Regions from separate parts of the Mus musculus genome. Here region 2 is linked to region 1. A link is a contact called in public promoter capture Hi-C data. All regions are on one chromosome and are shown on one strand. The core of a region is the stretch at or near the end of the contact, and the rest is flanking DNA. Distances in the headings are between cores, read along the strand shown.

Region 1 (4,984 bases), core at 1,106-3,605:
TTCCAGGTTCCTGTCCTTGTTTGAGTTCCTCTCCTGACTTCCTTAAATGATGAAAAACAACATGGAAGTATAAGCCAAATAAGGCCTTTCCTCCCCAGCTTCCTTTTTGGTCATGGTGTTTCACCATAGCAAAGAAACCCTAACTATGATACCAGGAAAAGGTGCCACATACTTTCAGACTTCAGCGTTCCACACTGAGACAGTCCACTACAGACCTGCTCACAGGCCGACCTATCTAGACAAGCCTTCACCAAGACTCTCTTCCTAGGTGATTCTAGAGTGGGTCAAGTTGAATATTAAAACTGGTAACCAAGTATAGAAGTGCATGAATTTAATCCCAGCACTTGGGAGGCAGAGGCAGGGGGATCTCTGTGATTTCGAGGCTAGCCTGATTTACACAGTAAGTTCCCGGACAACCAGACAGCTACACAGTGACACCCTATCTCAAAAAACAAAAACAAAAACAAAAGACAAACAAAAAACAAGACAATCTAAAACCATCTGACCAACCATCACATCCCCCCTCCTTGATTTCAAGACAGTAAGGACTCTCTAGAGACAGAGAAATCTGTCTCTGCCTGAAAATACATGGATACTAAAGTAGCATAAAGCCAAGTCTCAAAATACTATACTCTCCCTGAACCACAGTGATGCCTTCACATCTGGCAAACCTGGCTCTGGATTCTGCTCTTGTACCTGGATGGGCCTTATTCACCATGGCTGCTCACCTTGGTTGTCTCAATTTCAAGAGGCAAAAGCATGGTCATCAACAGACTGAAGCAAAGCACATCCAAACAGTGGGCAAAGTCATGAGCAATTTCCTCACAAATAATTACTTCAAAAATTGTTTTAATTGGCAGGACACTAACAACCTTTTAACAAACCAGTCCTTTTATTCAATGTTTTATGACCTTGGAAAGAAGTAAGGGCAAAGAGTGTTGCATTTGAAGATGCCAGAATTACACACTGGGGTCAGTGTCCTGGAACATGAAGGTTGTTTTCCAGCCATGACCTTGAGGTCAATAGACCTGTATAACCTATACGAGATTCTGAGTCTACCAAATTATAGGTCACAGGACACTCCTGTGAAGTTATAATTTACAACATGTTTGTTTCTGCTATTCGTTGCCCTACCTTTGGAGAGCAGAGAGCGTTTTAGAGCGTTCTAAACCGGGTATTTCTGGCTGGAATTCTTAAGTTTCTTTATAACCCACATAACTTAAATCTCCCAAGGAGTGGTGACTAGTTAGTTCTGAGCTTAGGCAATAAAACGAACTAATCCATTGTCAGAACTACAACCTTATACCATGTAGGGGACCAGGAAGCAATCTTTATTTCAAAAGGGGATGGGAAAACTTTCAGGATGAGGACATCCTCTGTAACCTTTTCCTATATTCTAAAACAGGCACATTCAAAAAAAAAAGTAACGAGGAAATGAAGGTTCATTTCCTGAACATCTATTGAGTTCCAGTCACATGCTTATATCTTAGCTAATATGATTCTCCTTACTGGGTAAGAACTTGTAACCAGAATACCTGAATTAGTACTGCCTGTCGCCACTAGCCCCGATGAGCTGACAGGAAATGCATCTTTGTTGTGCTTTACACACAATTCCAACCCGTCCTCCAGTCTCTCTCACTCTGCTATTATTTCTCGTTCCAGAGCACTCGGCTTGAGGAGACCTAGGGTTTGTTCAAGGTGACACACTGCAGCAAATATGAGTTAAGAATTCGAATCCAAAGTAACATCCTCCCCGCTGCGCCATAGCCGGGGCTCCTAAAACGGAGGTCCGGCGCCGGGAAACTAATGACCCATGGCTCTCCCTCAGCGCAGTGCCACAGCTGGGAACGCAAGCCTATCCTCGTGACTCCCGAATCTTTCCGTTTTCACACAAGTGCGTGACTGCGGGAGCGAGGTGGCCACGTGAGATCCCTCCACCCTCTCCGGGCGAGGTACAGATCGGGTCCGGCCAAGGGCAAGTCTCAGCACACCCGCTCTTCCGCGTCGCCACCGAGCTGACCCGGGCCCGCGTGGGAGAAACTCGGAACGACCTTGGTGGCGGCCTCAGTCCCCGCGTGTCTGGGCGAGACTCCCCCACAGTCCCCGCCCGCAGCCACCCGGCGTGGCCAGCGCAGACAGGATAACCCGGGCGAGGCTGCAGGGAGGCGGCCAGCCAGTCCCACGTGGACCAGCTCCTCGTTGGGGGCGGGGCCCCGGGGACGTCCAGGCCAATCAGCGCCGCTGCCCAGCTCACCCGGCTAGGCGCGCCCGACCAGCCTGTGGTTGCGTCACATCGGAGGCGGGACCTCGGGCGGGCGCGAGGCTCGGCAGGTCACGTGGGGCGCAGAACCGGCTATAAATAGGAGCCGGCGGCATGCTCTCTATATGATGGCCGCCGGCGCGCGTTGCGTGTTTTCACCTCTCGCCTGCTGAGGCGCCCGCGGCTGCTTCACGAGTGGGTAGAGAGTCCCTCCGTGCTGTGCCCGGTGTTGCCGTCCTGGGTTGTGCGACCGTGGCTCGAGCCTGCCTCAGTCTCGTTCTTCTGGTCTCTCTGTTCGGCCCTCAGTTTCCTTTGGTGAGTGGCGGCGCGGCACCGGTGGTGCAAAGGTCCTTTCTTCTCTGGAGTGGGCTCGGGTGTGGGGAGCTGGCTGGCGGGGGTGGGATGCAGGCTGCAGGACCCCGCTACGCTGCTGTCCTCCTCCCGCCTCCCCACGCACGCCGCGCCCTTCCGCGGGCCTTTTCGGCGGTCCTCGGCAGGCGCGCGCGGGAATGGTCTTTTTTCCGATCATCCACGGAGGGCGCGCGCGGGCAAGCGGCCGGAGACTGAACAGAACTCGTGGGGCGGGGCGGGGCGGGACGGGGTGGGGGGTGGGGGAGCACAGAGATCGCCCTGTGCCCCACCTTGCACAGCGTTTGGGGGACTGAAGACATAAGTGACGGGCGGGGGGGGGGGGGACTATGCGGAGTCCCAGGCTGCCCTCTTCCCAGAGATGCGCCGCTATTGTTATTTTCTTCCACTTCGTCCCCCCAGGATGAACTTGCGTCCTTTCTCTAATCCGCCATGGAATTCTGCTCCGTGCTTTTAGCCCTCCAGAGCCAAAGAAACCCCAGACAACAGACGCCCAGACGCAGCAGCGTATAGCAGTAACTCCCCAGCTCGGTTTCCGTGCCGTAGTTTACAGTATTTAATTTTATATAATATATACTATTTATTATAGCATTTTGATACCTCATTCCGTTTACACATCTCAAAAGCCGCTTAGTAATTCTCTTATTATTTAAAGAACCACTACACTAGAGAATGGAATCTACTGTGGCAACGATTACTAGTACCCTAGCTGCTGTTACTGCTTCCGCTCCACCGAAGTATGACAATCTATGGATGCTCATCCTGGGCTTCATCATTGCATTTGTCTTGGCATTCTCCGTGGGAGCCAATGATGTAGCAAATTCGTTCGGTACAGCTGTAGGCTCAGGTGTAGTGACCCTGAAGCAAGCCTGCATCTTAGCTAGCATCTTCGAAACTGTGGGCTCCGCCTTGCTGGGGGCCAAAGTGAGCGAAACCATCCGGAACGGCTTGATAGATGTGGAGCTGTACAACGAAACTCAAGATCTGCTCATGGCTGGCTCCGTCAGTGCTATGTTTGGTAAGTTGTAGTTATACCTTATGTTCGCTCCAGTCTTGAACCTTCTCTCCGCAAGGACGCACTGCTTATGTAACAGTTTTGCCATCTACCTGACAAAATCTGATTAATTCTGTTTCAGGTTCTGCTGTGTGGCAGCTCGTGGCTTCGTTTTTGAAGCTTCCGATTTCTGGGACCCATTGTATTGTCGGTGCAACCATTGGTTTCTCCCTTGTGGCAAATGGGCAGAAGGGTGTCAAGTGGTCTGAACTGATAAAAATTGGTATGTTGAATTTTAAATGGTTTTATTTTCGTTGTGTGCTGCTGTGTGTCGTGGAGTGGGAGTGAAGTGGAGGGGCAAGTTGAAGAGTATCAGAAATGGAGCACCTACCATTTCGGGGTCTTGTTAACAAAAACGTACTTTCCAGACCTGACACTTCATTTTGTATTCTATTCCAGTGATGTCGTGGTTCGTCTCTCCGCTGCTTTCTGGTATTATGTCTGGAATTTTATTCTTCCTTGTTCGTGCGTTCATCCTCCGTAAGGTAACCTTTCTACTTGCGACCTTTCATGAGTCACATTCAGTCTTGTTCAAACTCACTGGTATTCTTCTCAGATGTGACTGGTATGTAAGTATGTGGCTTTGAAAAGCTAAAAAGTTCTTTGTTCTGTATACCTCCTGTATGTTGTGGAGTTCTGTGAAAGAAGCAAGTTTTTAATGCCCCAGAGGGCATTCAGGAAGGAAAAACTTGAGTAGTTCTATGGTCTGCCAAGAAATAAAGAGACTGGGAGTGAAAACTAAGAACATTGTTTAAGGTGGCTCTGTCTGTCTAGGTCACTACATTCAGGACAAGTGGAATTGTAACCTTTTAGTTCAACAGGTCACAGAATCCTTTTTAAATTCCTCTCCCATGTTGATTGTCAAGTACATAGAAGTTTCTAGAGGAGGCTTTCTACTTGTAGGGACTCCACTTTCTCAGTAAGAAGAGTAGGGATGAGTTGTTGGGGGGGGGGTTGTTTTGTTTTCTTTTTGCTTTAAAAAAACAGGAAGCCATTGAGTTTCCTGACTACTTGAAAACCCCTTTTGAGAGACTTAGTGCAATTTCTTTTATCATGGAGACTGAGCCTGGCTCCACACAAAAAAAAAAAAAGTCGACAACAAGGGATTTTGTTGACTCTGGGCTGAATTACAGTAAGAATAAATGAATTTTTCTCAGGAGACAGAGTTGTCCTATTTTCTAGGGTGAGTGGCTCTTAACAGTCCTTTGTTAAGCTCTTTTAAAATTCCCCTAAACAGCAGAAATCTGAGTGAGGGGAGATAGGTACCTTATCTTAATGGAAGGTGTGTGTTTAGACTCCCT
Region 2 (4,984 bases), core at 1,436-3,935, 2.8 Mb after region 1:
GACTGTCGCCCTGGCATTATAAGCACAGCTAGGGCAGCTCTCAGCGTCTAAGACTTGAGATCAGAGACGGGACATGTTTTTATTCCAAGCACACAGACTTGAGCAGTTTTTCACTGGAGGAGAGGAAAGGAGGCTTGGGCAGGCCCTAAGGCTGTTCTTAGGGCTCCCCTCCCCCATTCCCACTCAGCCTTTCCTTGGGACTCTGGCAGCTACACTCCTCACTATCTGCCTCCATCTCCTCCCAAGCTGTGAAGACACTTCCTCTCTAAGAATCCCAAAGAGGACAATCAGCTCAGGCTCTCTTGTGATTGGACAGCGGGTCTCCTTTCTGGCAAGCCCCAGAGTCCAGCCCAAAAGAGAAGCAGAAGTGTCAAAAGTACAGCCCTGCCCATACCTCTAGCTGGGATCCTTAGCCATCCCTAAGAGGCGCGCACACAGGGCCAGACAAGAAGCCTTGCTGCGAGGTACCAGGAAAGAAGTCAAAGGGAAACCAGTCAGCCTCTGAGACCCTAACAAGCGGACCCTAACACCTGAGAGAGGAAGTAAACTGAAAACAAGGGATGGCACTTATTGCCCTCCCCCTAAAAGACCACAAAATAGAGAGAAAGCAGGCACCTCCAAAGACAAGACACAGTGAGCTGGAGAGAGGTATGCTGTGGAAGTCAGAGCCTGGAGACATTGCCCTCGAGGAAGGGGTGGGGGGCGGGATGGAAGGTTGCAGAAACCAAGGGTGCAAGAACAGAGCATGCGCTGACCAACATGGCCCTTCCCATGGATGCTGGTGTGGGGATCTTGGATACCCTGGTCTCCTTTTAGCTAGGTTTCTCAAGTCTACCCTCATCATTTGTGCACGAATCCCATGTTTTGTTGTGTTTCTGCAGTACTCTTCTGCTCTTCTATTTGTTAAAGAAAAAATGGGTGTGGCTTCCCATGATCTCCCACCCCCACCCCACCCCGCCCCAAATACTACCAGTCCACACCTCCAAGAGTGGAGTGTGCCAAGTGGCCAGGCAGACTATTTATTCATAGCCCCCTTTGGTACTAAGGCAAGAAACATGCTTCTTTGCAAACAAAGGTCATCTCTCACTCCGCCATCATTTGATGCTCCTCTCTACCTTCCTGAATCCCGCTGGACTGCAGCAGGTCCTAGGAATCAGGCTTTAGTCCGGAGGAGGAACAGCCCATAAGCAACAGCTCAAATGAGCATCGCTCAGGAAAATACCACAGTTAGTCCCCTAGGACAGAAAGGGAGAATGAGAACAAGGGGAGGAAGGGGGGCACTCTTCTCAAATCCAGTATAGCTTAGCCACAGAGGTTTCTTTAACCCCCAGACCACCTGTAGGAAAAGCTTCCACTTAATAAACGTGGATTGAAAGTATGGCAAATCAACCTCAGGTTCCTCATTTACGTGCTCTTCAAAGATATCCCCTGGCTGAATCTGCCGGCTATCTTTTGAGAACCGTGACCCTAATTTTTTTCTTCCCACTGTCCCAGGGCCATTTACCGCAGGGACAGAGCCGGCTCTGACAAATTGTCATTTGTCCACCGCTTCCTCTTACAGGAATCCTCCACTTGCTTACCGTAACCCCTGGCCTCTGCTCTCAGGAAGAATCGTTTCTAATGCCCTGGTTTTCCAGACTCTTGGGACTAAAGCGCGCGCAGCATTGAGAAGCCTCGTGCTGAGCTTGCCACTGAAGCACAGTGGCTATCTGTCCAGTGGCTGTTCCAAATCTGCCCCTGTCGGGACTCCACCATTCTGCTGCCTCCCAGGGCGCACTCGGAGATAAAGCTGGGTGCAGAGTAAGCGCTCTAATACACGAGTGGCCAGGCCGTCTTTTGAAAGCACCTGCCTAGCTCGGTCTCCAGCGACCTCAGGCACAAGCTCCGGAAGGGACAAGAAACCCGGGAGGGGGAAGTGCGCCGAGCACCGCGCGCTCTTAAACTCTGAAACCCAAAGGGAACTGGGTTCGCCGCGGGTTGGAGATGTGGTCCCCGCCCGGGGAGCCAGAGTGCGCACAACAGTCCGACCCTCCCCTAAGCTCTACAGGCCTGCACCTGCTATCTCGCTTCACCTCTCCAGGGAGTTCGGGGACACCCTGCTCTGGGGATGGGGGCAATTTCCTGCCACTGCACTTAGTGTCGACCTCAGAAAAGATCTTAAGGGGTCAGAGCCGCAGCATGAGCTCCAGGCCACAACTTTCTACCCGGGGAAAAGGAGTGGGCTGGGGCGCCCGCCTGCGCTGCTTCTGGGGCAGCCCGCATATCTAAGCCCACCTTGTGGCTTGGGTGGCAAAAGGGGACAGGGAAGAGTCAGGGACCGGACCAGGCTGGCCACGGGCCACTGAGGGAAAACTTTGAGCTGGGTAGAGGGAAAGAGGACCACCAGCACCTTGCGCCCGCATCCTGTGCCAGTACCCGGCTCTTCGAGCCCCGCGCCCTGTGTCTTGCCTGTCTCCCGGACCATCTGCATCCGCTCTCGCCGCAGGGGTTGGAAAGTGGGGGCGCCGCTGCGGGGGTGGGGGTGCTCCAGCGTGCTTGGCCAGTGATCCGCGGGACCCGCTCGCTTGGGCCGGCCTGGGCGGCGACAGTGCGGTTGAGGGCGGGCGCCCCGCCCACCTGGCCCCTCCGCCCCGCCTCCCCGAGCTCTGCCTTTATCTGCCGATCCTTGACCAACCCACCCGCCACCCTGCAGTTCTCTCCCCACCCCTCTTCTCTTGCCTTTCTTTCCCTTCTCCCCCTCCCTCCCCTCTAGGGGGCGGAGCTTCTCCCCTCCCTTCAAGACAGACAATGCTGTGGCTTCGCGTCGCCTCCTCCCTTCATCTCTACCCCCCCCCTCCCCGCGTACCCCCACCCCACCTCGCGCGGGCTGCCAGCGTTTCTTCTCAGCAGGCCAGAGTGCATGAGGAGGAGGAGGCGGAGAGCGTGGGTGGAGGGAATAAGGTGCTGCCTCTCACCCCATCGCGCCTGCCCTCTCCAAGCCACGCCGAGATTTAGCCCAAGCTCTTCAGTTCGCCTGGCTCTGTGACAGTCACTCCCAGGGAGCAGCCCGCCTAGAGAATGCAGATTTCCTAGCAGAGGATGTGCAGTTGGTGGAGTTGGGTGGTGGTTCTTTCTAACACCCGGGTTTGTTCCCAAAAGGGTTTGAGTTGCCAAAGGGCTAAGTGGGCCCCTTCGACTCGGCAGGCCGGCAGACGTGACGGCAATGTGAAGGAAGTCAAGTTTCTTTGTCCATTCCTCACCTCCTCCTCCTCTCCATCCTTAGACCTCCGAGGAACTCTAGTGTATAGGAGGGAGCACCCAGCTACGGATTCTATACCCTCTAACCATAATTCTTCGTTTACATATGCCCGACCTTGCAGTTGGTCCCCAAACCAAAGGGGAAGGGAATCTAACGGTTAAAGAAAGGGCAGCCAAGCCTCCAAAGTGCATCCCATCTGCCTGGAAGCCAGATATTCTCTTTTAAACTCATTGTTTGGATCTTGGAATGTGTCTCCCATAGAAACAATGTTATAAACGGCTATCCGTTCCCAGACCAGCCAGCCTCAAATGTGCGGAGGCCAAAGCGCAGCTGCGGGGTGGTGCTGGAAATGTCCCACAACACTGAACAAGAAGGCTACTGATCGGCTTTTTCTACTGTGAAAGGGGAGGGGGGTGTTAGGGAGATAAATGCATCTAGTTCTTTCCCCTTGAGCTATAAACACAAACCGGGTCCATTAATTTCTTTCACTGGAGCCATTACTGTGTTTCAGGTAAGCTGCTTTCCTTCGCAGCCTTTCTCAAGCTAGATTTGCAGGGTGAGCTGAGGAACTCTCCAGGAAACCTTCTCCAAGGGAATCTTTCTTCTCTTCTAACCTGGCCTTCCGTGACCTCAGAAACAGGACAAAGGGCAGCCATGACTCCTAACAGCAGGGCTCTGGTTTTGCTATTGAAGAAGTCTGTGAGATGCTGCTAGAATTCTTCAGTTCTAGCCCAGCCTCTCAGGAGAGCCGCTCCCTGGCTCCCCTGGCTCGCGTTGAGTCAAATGGTCATCTTATAACCAATCATCTGGCTTCCTGCCAATGAGGGTACACTCCTAATGCCCGAAATACTGGTCCTTGACCCTGTTAAATCCAAACCGGGCAAGGCCTGATGACGTGCACACATAATTGCTCAGGAGGCTGAGACAAGAAGAGTGTGAATTTGAGACTATTCCGTGCACATAGTGAGACCTTTAAAAAGCACCTCCGTGAATACAGTGAGTGGTAATCTGAGTCACTGGAAAACACCGTTCTAATGGTCTGTTTCCTCATATCGAGGCTGTGGGAGAGGAGAGTGGTCCTTCATCTTTTCAGAGAAGACAAAGATGATGCATCTGGGCTGGAGATGCTGTTTCTCAATAGGAAACACACATTGAATTTTCTTTTTTTCTTTTCTTTTCTTTTTTCTTTTCTTTTCTTTTTTTTTTTTTCTTTCGAATACTGTATAGTCCTAGCTGTCCTAGAACTCACTCTGTAGACCAGGCTGGCCTTGAACTCAGAAATCTGCCTGCCTCTGCCTCTCAAGTGCTGGAATCAAAGGTGTGTGCCACCACTGCCCAGGAGAAACACACTTTGAATTTTACCTTTCAACACTGCAGACTTCCACATGCAGACTGCACAGGAAGGTCTACTGTCTTACGAGAGCAGCGAAGGAGCTCCGTCTAAAAGAAACTGCCCAATAAAAAAATGATACCAAATACTGGGGCAGTAACTCAGAAGAAAAGGGTGGGGCCCTGGGTTCCTCACAAGAGCTATGTTATGCATTTAAATTTTCTAGTAGCCACGTTAATAGTAGTTGGAGAAAGCCAGGCATGATAGCACACACCTATAATCCCAGCATTTGGAAGACAGAGGCAAGAGGACTGTGGGTTCAAGGCCAGCCTAGGGTATAGGGAAACTCTTGTCTTAGAGGTGGTGGTGGAGGAGAAAGAGGAAAATAAATCAGGTAAAATTAAGTTTTATAATAT

What was found. Promoter capture Hi-C pulls out the DNA fragments that hold promoters and counts their contacts.
Region 2: a contact with region 1 is called in a promoter capture Hi-C map of the C10 cell line, with 7 times the contacts expected there. The contact joins the promoter of Rassf2 here to the promoter of Slc20a1 in region 1.

The regions. Positions count from the first base shown.
Region 1 is chr2:129,196,418-129,201,401 of GRCm38.p6, forward strand. It overlaps Slc20a1 (solute carrier family 20, member 1), which reads left to right and starts at 2,356. Exons shown (of 11, transcript NM_015747.2): 1 at 2,356-2,575; 2 at 3,032-3,647; 3 at 3,766-3,906; 4 at 4,083-4,168. The coding sequence starts at 3,302.
Region 2 is chr2:132,027,303-132,032,286 of GRCm38.p6, forward strand. Rassf2 (Ras association (RalGDS/AF-6) domain family member 2) reads right to left here and starts at 2,686. Exons shown (of 11, transcript NM_175445.4): 1 at 2,449-2,686. It overlaps Gm31179 (a long non-coding RNA gene), which reads left to right and starts at 3,149. Exons shown (of 3, transcript XR_374996.3): 1 at 3,149-3,749.